2 separate regions of the Anas platyrhynchos genome follow, and region 1 is linked to region 2. The links are chromatin contacts, called in public Hi-C maps. All regions are on one chromosome and are shown on one strand. The core of a region is the stretch at or near the end of the contact, and the rest is flanking DNA. Distances in the headings are between cores, read along the strand shown. Region 1 overlaps SRPX (sushi repeat containing protein X-linked). Region 2 holds the start of CYBB (cytochrome b-245 beta chain).

Evidence for each region. A called contact is a pair of places that touch in the nucleus more often than the background predicts.
Region 1: a Hi-C map of liver shows a contact between it and region 2, with 2.2 times the contacts expected there. The contact joins the enhancer-like site here to the promoter of CYBB in region 2. A contact is called at or near these places in 2 of 8 Hi-C or Micro-C datasets (liver and subcutaneous adipose tissue).

The regions. Positions count from the first base shown.
Region 1 is chr1:122,023,882-122,029,036 of IASCAAS_PekinDuck_T2T, reverse strand. The region is part of intron 1 of SRPX (sushi repeat containing protein X-linked); the gene reads left to right. Among named protein-coding and RNA genes, the nearest start is that of SRPX, 25 kb to the left of the region's middle. Within about 2 kb of position 3,411, at least 2 of the 8 cell types and tissues checked have an H3K27ac peak or open chromatin away from gene starts, as enhancers often do.
Region 2 is chr1:121,862,562-121,867,451 of IASCAAS_PekinDuck_T2T, reverse strand. It overlaps CYBB (cytochrome b-245 beta chain), which reads right to left and starts at 3,425. Exons shown (of 13, transcript XM_013094535.5): 1 at 3,268-3,425; 2 at 1,067-1,162. The coding sequence starts at 3,312.

The DNA.
Region 1 (5,155 bases), core at 2,162-4,661, 160 kb before region 2:
GCTCTGACTTGAATTGTGCAGCACAGTATTGCACGACATAGCTCTGGGAGCTCTGAGATATTTTCATTTCACTTGATTATCAAATCAATTATTTTACTTGATTATTAAATCAATTTGCCCCTTCCAAATTCACTATAAATTGGGTCTGCTGTGAATCTGAGCTTCGGAGAAGCCCATGCTAATGGCATCGCATAGATTATTGCATCCTAATCTTGCATGTCTTTTGGCAAAGCTTTCTTTTAGCCTTAATTTATATTTCCTTTCTTGCTGTAGTTTTTCTCTCTTTATTTTTCTGTTGTAGGATCGGGATATTCACCCCTTGAAGACGATGAAGATGTGTATGCACGCAATAGATATAAAGGTGAATGCTTCGCTTACATGCTAATTGAGTATCAGCTGGTTGCTGGGGGCTTCCTTTTTCTTTTCATGGATTATGAAATCTTGCAGATCCAACTCCATGTTTTTTTTTGTTGTTTTGTTTTGTTTTCAAATGGATTTGATATCAAGATTTACATTTTACCTTTTTTTAACAATGGAAATTGGACCAAGTCTTGATCACTACTCATGCACAGAATAAGTAACTTCTGCACTGCCGTGGCTCTTAGTAGTTCAGGCTGCAAGATCATGAAAATCTATGAAGAGCTTCTCTTCTTTCTCTTCATGCATCGTAACAAAACCATCAATGATAAGCTGACTAAAAACCCGGGCCTATTGATGGTAACGTATGGAAGTACATGCAAGAGAAGATGATTTTCATGACTTTTTTCCATAGAATTGTTTTCATTTCAGGTGAACTTGCTACCTGAAATGTTAAGTGAAGTGTGTTTAACAAATGAACACGTATGTTGTAAAACAAATTCTGTAGCTGGATGAATGAGTGAATAGGCTTGCATGTTTATAAAGCAAATTCAGGTTTTATTCCATATTCTAGAAGATTTTGCTGTTCAGCAAGATTGAGAAACTTTATGCCACTAGTTGTAAATCTTCTATTTGCTATGTCAATTTTCTTTAAAAAGTCCATCTCAATATTGGTCTCCTCTGCCAAAATCCATCAGAAGCCCAAACAATAAAAAAACTTGGTATTTGTTTTGTCACTTTAAATGGCAGCTGTTGCTTTTTGGTAAACCGATCTGTGAACATTCAAGAATTGTAATGTACTTGTTTTGATTACTTGAGAACACTGGATGTTGGTGTCGTGTTGTATGTTAGTGCTACTTCACAGAGAATTAATGGGCCTTAAAGATGAGGTAAGTCATAAAGTAATTCAGACATTTATGAGCAACAATCATACTGTGGTTATAGTGCTGTTTTCAGAAAGTTCTTACATTCCTCCCAGTAAAATACTTCAGTGTAAAATTTTGCTTTAAAACAGATGCATATTTCTCTAAAGCTTTGTTTGTGTAAACTCATTTTTCTTTGCCTTTTAACGCGTAACCCTCTGTGGACCCTTAGAAAAAGAATCCCAGAGATCACGAGGATAAATCAGTGCCAATTCATGCCAGGGCAGGCAAGTAGTTAAAATGCGGATTCTGTATAAATTCCTTTTGTACGGTGATCCAAAATGGATTATATTAATGTCAGCCAAAATGTCACTGGGGTAAGTGAAACATAATGACTCATTCACACAGATATTAAAAACTACCCCGAGCTTGGAAGCTCTACTGCCAAATGTTGAAGATCAGACAATGTGAATCTAAGAGTATAAAGCATGGAGCAGAAAAGGCTCGCTCTTCATTAGCATATTTATTTCAGTTGGTAATGGGGGGAAGGGGAGTAGAGAAGGACAAAGCGAGGAAAAATGGCCTAAGTAGCAGTGTTCAGAGCAGCTCCTTGAATGTGCAGCCCAGCATTTTGGTTATGGCCTATTCCTTGGTCAACAAAACTCCCCAGTAGCAAGTAACTAAATGAGGTTGCTTAACTTGTGTTAACGTACGTGAGCAGTGCTGTGCTTTTTTCTTTGCACACATGCACACTAAACAGTGCACAAGCAAGCACGTGGATTTGTCCATACTAGACACATGCAAACAAAAAAGAAAATGGCAGTTTATGGGAGGGAACTGACCTCCTACCAAACCCTTTTGTCTCCCTCTGGATGTTTTTCAGCTTGCTCAGCTTTCCAGAGAAACATTGCTGAGACTTTCTGTATCTGCAGCATTTTTACAGAGCTTTTCCCTCCCTCCCTGGTGAACCTGCTGCTCTGCTGGCTGGTGTGCCCGCCAGTACAACAGGTCATTTTGCATGCTGATTATGAAGGAAAACTGAGACTGGTGTTTAAACAGAGCTGAGGGGCTGGGGAAAACGATGCTCTCAAAACTGCTTTCCTTCTTGCCACTTGGCATGGCTGTCTTGGATCGCGTTTTATGAGGAAAAGCTTCCCGAACACAGCAGTTCCTGTGTTCATCACTGCTCTAATGCCAACCGCTCTGATGGTCCTGGTTCTCCTAACATGTTTTCTCAAATACTATAATGAGCAAACTGTAGCCCAGCTGTAGAGGCAACATAGTGGCTTCGGCCATTTCTGCTTGCTGTCTTTTTTCCAGTGATTTCAGATACAGCTGAGTCTTTGAAGAGTTTTACTACTAAATGATAATGCAGCCTATAGTATCGCTAAGGAACGGTGAGAACTGTCCATTAAACAGAAGAACACTGTAAAGGACTTGTACCTAAAAACTCAAATTTCATTTGCTTGAACAGAACCCCATGAAGCCCCAGAAGAAATGTCTAGGAAACTTGGAGCCTCTCTTACTGCCAAAACCTCCATGAACAGGGTTGATCTTGTCTCGAGGCAGGGAATTGATGTGTGACCTCTCCAGGCCTTATCCAGCCCTAATATTCCAGAAATACTACATGTAGCTGCTTAGCCTTTGAAAAACAGTATGCTCCTTCACTTAAAAATAAACAGGCTTTGATCTGAAACTTTGTAGTGTTGTTTGATGTGCTTTCAGGCACATAAAGCTTTTCAAGTTAGCTGGTTTTTATTCGGTGATATCAGTTGGTCCAAACCCAGATCCTTGCCCCCTTCTGAACCCTGCCTCACCCATTTTCTCCTAATCGCTTTCAGTTTCAGAGTAAGCATAATAATGATTTAGATCAAACAGATGTTCCTCCTAAGCTCTTACAGTTATCTGCATCCAAAAGAATGCCTGTTTTTGTTTTTCATTTCTAACAGTATCATTTGCTCCAGTAGAAGAAGTTCTGCCCCTCCCTAGGAGCCTTGCCCTCTTTCTCTCTGTAGACCACCATAGCTGCCACGACACCACAGCAAGTTGTTCTTTTTTTTCTTCTTCAGCATTCAGTTTGTGCATTTTTTAGCTGTTAGCCATTTTTTTAAATACGTGTAGTTGCTTACTCAAGGCAAGCATGTTTGGAAAGCCACAAAAATTCTGAGGAAAGCTCTGGCATGTTTGCAGTACCTGGAGCAGCTGCTTTGCCTTACCGACGGGCCTGCCGATCGTATTGCACAGCGCCCTTCATGAAGGAAATTGGTCATGCTTGTTTGCAGTTTGTGTATGCAGAAAACCTTAGGCATAAGGAATTAGAGCTGATTAGCAAAAAAAATGCCTAGCTAGCCCAGCCTGGCACACTCTGCATTCCCCTGGTTGAGCCCCTTCAGTCAGCGGCGTTCCCCTCCTGACTTCAGGCTTAGGCCCTTCTTCTTACTGACGTTTGGGGCAAGAGAAAAGTAAGGGGGACAGAAAGGACTGAAATTTGGGGGGGAGGGTTAGTCAGCCCACTGAAGGGGTGATTATACAAAGGGTGTTGTTAGCTCAGGAGGAGGAGGAAGGTTTCTGCAGGAGATGGAGGAGGCAGAGGCTGACTGTGAATCCAATGCGCGTGGCCTGCCCTCGGGTCTGAGCTGAGGCTTGAGGCTGTGCCCACTGCCATCGCTCACGACTTCAGCAGTAGCTGATTGACTGTTAATTCCTGCTAACTCACGCTCCCTGTGGGCTCTTCCAGTTCTCATTTGGTTCACAGCAAGCATTGTGAGACAGCCATGGCAATACAGCCCTCCAAGAGAGTAGCCAGAGTCACAGAACGGTTTGGGTTGGAAGGGACCTTAAGGATCACCTGGTTCCACCCCCCTGCCATGGGCAGGGACACCTCCCACCAGCCCAGGCTGCCCAAAGCCCCATCCAGCCTGGCCTTGAGCACCTCCAGGGATGGGGCACCCACAGCTTCTCTGGGCAGCCTGTGCCAGGGCCTCAGTCAGTCGATAAATTTTCTTTTTTATTTTTTCTCTTACTTATTTATTTGTTTTGGTAGCTATAGCGTACAGAATAGGGTGAAGAGCAGGGATTAGTGCTAAAACAAACCAAAAAACCCACCCTCCACCAAACTAATTTTTCAATATTGTGAGGTAAATAGTATGTTTTTGGCGTTCAGTACTTTCAGGAAACAGGATAGGTGGAGAAGAAAAAAAAGAGATGGGATGGTTGTGTGGCTGGGCCAAAAAGCTGAGCTGCACTCTGCTCCAACCTGCTGTTGGGCTCCTCTGCTGATTTCCCCCTGCCTCAGTTATGGCACATTTGGTGATGATGCAAATAATGCCACGTATGTGTCTTTGTCGAGAGTTTTCAGATGTATTGGTGAAATTCAAAAGTAAGCACACAGTGCAGTAAGACTTCTTCAGAAACCAAATAGCCTAGAGCTCTTGGACTAGTCAAAACCCTGATAATGAGTCTCTCATTTTAGTCCCCAGGTGCTCTTACTGCTTCTTCGCGACCAACACAGCAAAACGTGGGCTGTAAATCCAGTGTCTGTGAGGAAGGAGTAAATATGGCCTGGAGACATTCTACACTGAATGTAAACTGTAGCAGCCTGTGCTGATTTTTGCTTTTGTATGCGAAACTGATCCCAATCGTGTAGAAAAATGTACATAACTACTACAAGAATTAAGAGTTAGAAGTAAAAATCTGCCAAAGCGTTGCTTTTTTTCCAGAAGTTATTTTTAAATGTCTCCTGTGACTTAGTAAGGATGAAAGCTAAAACTCTTTGCCTAGGGCTTTGTTTGTTTGTTTTCTCTTTTCTCTTTTCCCATCTCTCTGGCAGACTTCTCTAGGACCTTGAAAGTTTTGTTAGCTATGTCCCACATGTCACACAGTGTCACACAGGATCTTCGGCCCTGTTGTCTCTCTCTCTCGCCTTGCAGTCCCTC
Region 2 (4,890 bases), core at 2,176-4,675:
CTCATGTTATCTTCAGAAGGTTAATGTCTAAGGCTCCTGCTCTGACCTGTCCCTTGTGCGTGCACCTTTGTTGTCAGTAAAGAGAGTCTAGGGAAATTCATTGCCCCGTCTTTTAGGCATGTGTTCCCTAGATGTTGATCTTCACATCCTGAATAATTTCAAATTTCGACTAAGACAGTTTGGAAGGAGGGGTTAGTGACCATATTAATACAAAAACACTGAAGGAAAGAGAAATATAGTGTGTGCTCTCCTTGCATTGACTGGGACCCTTTCAAGTTTCAGATCACAGTAAGAGTAACTTGGGATTACACTGAGTTATCCACATACAGATCTGTGCCCTGATAACAAAAGGCAGAATTTGATCCATAGATCTGAACCCTGCATGATCTGAAATCCTGCATGAGCAGGATTTCCTGCTTGGTAGAATTAAACCATTGATTTGCAGAGCTTCTACAAAAGGATGTGTACTGTAATGTGAAGATGAGAGTGATTTTTGAGTCTGTGATCAGGCTTTTAAACTATATGAACAAATGAATCTCCTCTATTGGCCATGACCCTTTGTAGCTTTGGAAACACCTTCACTGTAAGACACCTAATGTTGCATCAACCAGTTAGGTTATATTGAATAGCCCATGGTCCAGGAGCACGTGGCTGCTTGAATACTATCCACACACTTGATGAATTATGATTTCTTTTCAGAGCTGATAACTATGTAAAATATTCAGGCAATGAAAAAGGGAAAATGGTTGCACAATAGTTCCAATGGCAATATTTTATTCACCTTCTGCTAAATAAAGCGGCAACAACACGCTTAGTTTAATTATCAGGAGAATAATAGTTACCTGGAAACACCTTTAGAATGAGATATCTCTATTTTGCATACCAGCTTTCTATTCAGAAGCACTGGATGTCTGTCTGCATTAAGTTATCTGTTTATGTGTGAATTTAACTCCTACATGAACCTGCTGCTCCAGCAACTTGATCCTGTTTCAGTCACAAAAAAAATAGGGAAAAATGCTATGTCTATGCTCAGTCTATGACAAGATAATGTATGTTTTGTACTTACACCAAGGAGTTCTCTGGTGTAGAAGAATTTTTGTGGGACGTCATATGCAAGATAGAACCACCAAAAGAGGAAGACATTTAACCCCAGCCACACAAGCTGAAAGAGAAACAAAGAGGAAACTTTACAGTTTGTTGTTACAGATCATATAGCTGAATTTACACAGTTCAAAAAATCTTCAATTAGTTCATTGTGCTTCTATTTGCAGAGTTAGGTGTGCTGCAGGTGGAAATGGGAGCACAGGAGTGGCAATAAACCAAACCACAGATATTGGTAGCTGAAACTTTTGCATAGTCTAAAAGACTTACAGTTATGTAAGGACTGTCATATTACAGGTGTCTAGCTAAGTCTGTGAGTCTAGATAAATCTCCAAACATCATGAAAAGTTCCAAATGGCAGTTTGCCTGAAAATGTCCTTCCCATGCTGCACAAGTCCAGGAAAGTGAAGGGATTTCCATCAGCATAAGGCAGGATATGGGAAATCCCCAAATCCTCATTATAGAATTAATCTAATCTCAGGATTAAATGCTCTTGAATACACATTTAAAGTGACAGCATGCCAGTCCCATGTAGCCTGACAGCATGCCCAGGAGGCCAAGATGTTTGGTGTGATCCTAGATGGATTCTCACATTCCTTGGTGCTGACCCATACAGAACATGGACCCTCTGAAAAACACGGTGACACTCTGGCAACTTGTGCTGAGTGGTCGAGTTAGGGGCCATCCATGCTTTTCAGCTAGGGCCAGTGAAGATTGAGCATGCTGGAGTTAAGGATGCTATGTGTCTGTTTTATAGAGGTAAATCAATACAGACTGTGGCTGTCCTGTTCCTATCAAGCACTGGACATCCCTGTAGCTAGTCAGTGTATAATAAAGCCATAGTGAATAATGCAGAATACTTTGGTAAGGAAAGTGAACTGTGTGTTCACTTAGTTGCTTTCTTTATTGGTGACTCCTTTAGTTTGTTTCCCTACTAGATAACCTTGTATACCCCTGAGACTAAAAAAGGAAATAAAAAAATCCTACTTAAACAACCTAATGGCCTCTTACTTAATTCTGTTAATATTTCAGTTCTGATGCAAAAAATATGCCCGAATTCACCTCTTGGTAGTTTCAACTTCCTCAAGTCACTGAGGGTGACAGCAAACGTAGTTACTCCTTTTCAAAGTACTAAAGTGCTAATGCTTTATTCCTAAACTAGAGATAAGCATCTACAATGTTGTATGTAAGTATCAAATGTGCACGGCAGCAGCAATACGTTTTTTGAACAAAGACATTCACATTTCAGTCACCACAAATATAGATTGTCTATGGCTTTTTTGCATTACTTTCACTATTTACATATACTAACCCCCCTTGGCAGAAATCCCATAAATGGCATTACATTTTTATTGTATATATTATGTAAAATAATATTATCATATCATATCATATCATATCATATCATATCATATCATATCATATCATATCATATCTACACATATTAAATGTTATATATGCATAGCACTTGTATCACAATTATGTGGAAAAAAGTGAATGTTGAAATACTTTATCGTGCCTACATTTTCTTCAAGGAGGACTGCCTTGCCTTACTCTTCGGCTCTTTTAAATGGGAATGAGATTTCTGGTACTTTTAAATCTTGCTTGGAATGAATTTAACCTACTTCCACGGCTACTCCATGCAAGCTATATACAAACTCAGTTCAAATGCTAGTTGTCCTAACAAAGCATTCATGAATCTCTACTCTAAATTCTGGAATCTGACTCTAATATAAATTCTCTATCCTCAAGACACATCCACAGTGCTTTCAGTTACATCTACTTTTGTTTACAAAAGTGCAAGAAAGGCTTGTTGTTGTGATTGCTTTCTATTTTTGAAGTGCACATGGTTTACAGTGATATGTAATGTTATTATTTCCCCTTAAGTCACTGTTGCATTCAAATAAAATAAATACTTACATTTATTTCTAACAAATAAAATGACAGTTAACATAAGATCATTTCTAAATTGACAATAAAGCTGATAGCAATCAAGACACCAGCCAGGGCTCCTAAAACATCGTGTTCTTGAAGTGTGTCACTGCACTTGCTGCCCTAGTTTCAGAATAATCAGATAAATCATTCACTGACACAGTGAGATCTGCTTATTAAAACCTTCTGTAGAACTTTCTAATGGATACAAATCACAATAAAAATTGTACTTACAACAACAAAGATGGACAGTCCTTCATTCTCCACCCAGTTACCCATGATTGTCTGAGACGAGAGTGCACAACAGCCCTGCTCTTTCTGGGATAGTGTCTCTGTCTTCTCTCATAAGGAAGTGAGAGCAGAAGCTTGCAGCAACCTGTTTCCTTTCTCATTCATTTAGGAAATAAGTTAACCATTGAATCATATCCATAGTTCAATTTCAAACACGTTTCTACCCCTTTTTCATAGAACTTTTCATAACTCATACATATATAAACCATTGAAATACACTTTTCCTCATGATACAGAATTTGGATAAAATAAATAACGTAACTGGTGAGGTTTTATGCTGATAAAAATATTGCTACTTTATGTAACTTTTAATGCTGAAGTATAATACACAAAGCACAGAACAGTTATCTCCTCTCCAGTCTTGTCTTTTTTATCACCTCAGCTCTGAATTGCCATTCCTGCAGATCCCCTTTGATAAATTATCAATAGAATTATTTATCTTTCAGTAATTTAATGTTCACAGAAGCCTTCAAATGTAATCTAACACTCCTCTTGTCTGGGACATACATGCAAACCTTGCCACTTCCTCTTTGCTTGGGTCAAAAGCGAGGACGTGTCACTTGACAGTCTGTTTTTCATATTTGGTACTGTCACACAGTTCCAGTCCTGAGAATCCTGTCACTCTATAAGAAAGAAAAAAAGAAAAAAGAAAAGGAAAAAAAAAAAAGTAAGGTAAATATTTTTCTTCTGTGATTAGAGAGAAGAAATGGAAAATCATCCAAATGTATTTTAGAACTTGCAAGCCCATGGACATTTATCCCAAGTGTATTCATTTAAAAATGTATATATATGTTTGTGGGAAATTAATGATTCTGAATGTTTTGCCTCTGGTACCACAGTTCCCATACCTACAATAAAGATGGCAAAAAGATAGACTGGAGGAGGCTTTGGGATTGAGAAAGCACATCTTTTGGCAAGGTACAGTCCCTAGAGAGGAGAAATCCCTTTACACATGCCTCATGCTCACTTTTTTCTCCAATTCCACCTGTTGCACCACAGAAATACAGATCTCCTCCCAAAGTGACTGACAGAAGTCTGATTTCCAAGGAGGTGAGATGCATGTATGGATGATGGTAATGCATTCTACAAAGATCTTTTTAAACATTAAAAGCTATGTTCTTCCCTTCCCTTCCCTTCCCTTCCCTTCCCTTCCCTTCCCTTCCCTTCCCTTCCCTTCCCTTCCCTTCCCTTCCCTTCCCTTCCCTTCCCTTCCCTTCCCTTCCCTTCCCTTCCCTTCCCTTCCCTTCCCTTCCCTTCCCTTCCCTTCCCTTCCCTTCCCTTCCCTTCCCTTCCCTTCTACGGAAGAGTTTGGCTTGTGATCTCCCTCTGCCAGAGCCATGCCATGTGGTTCTGCTTGCTCCCATCCTGCAGAACTTCATGGCTTCCCAGAAAGAAATTTTGGGAGAGCCTGGTGGGGCCTAGCACAATACTAACAGCTATAGAGAACAGGACCATTTTCAGAGGCTTGATTCTGCGCCTACTGTAGTAAATAGAAAGCATCTTATCAAGCTTGTATAAATTAATTTCTTGGAGCCTGATTCTGGCAGTGATGTGATATTTGGTCAG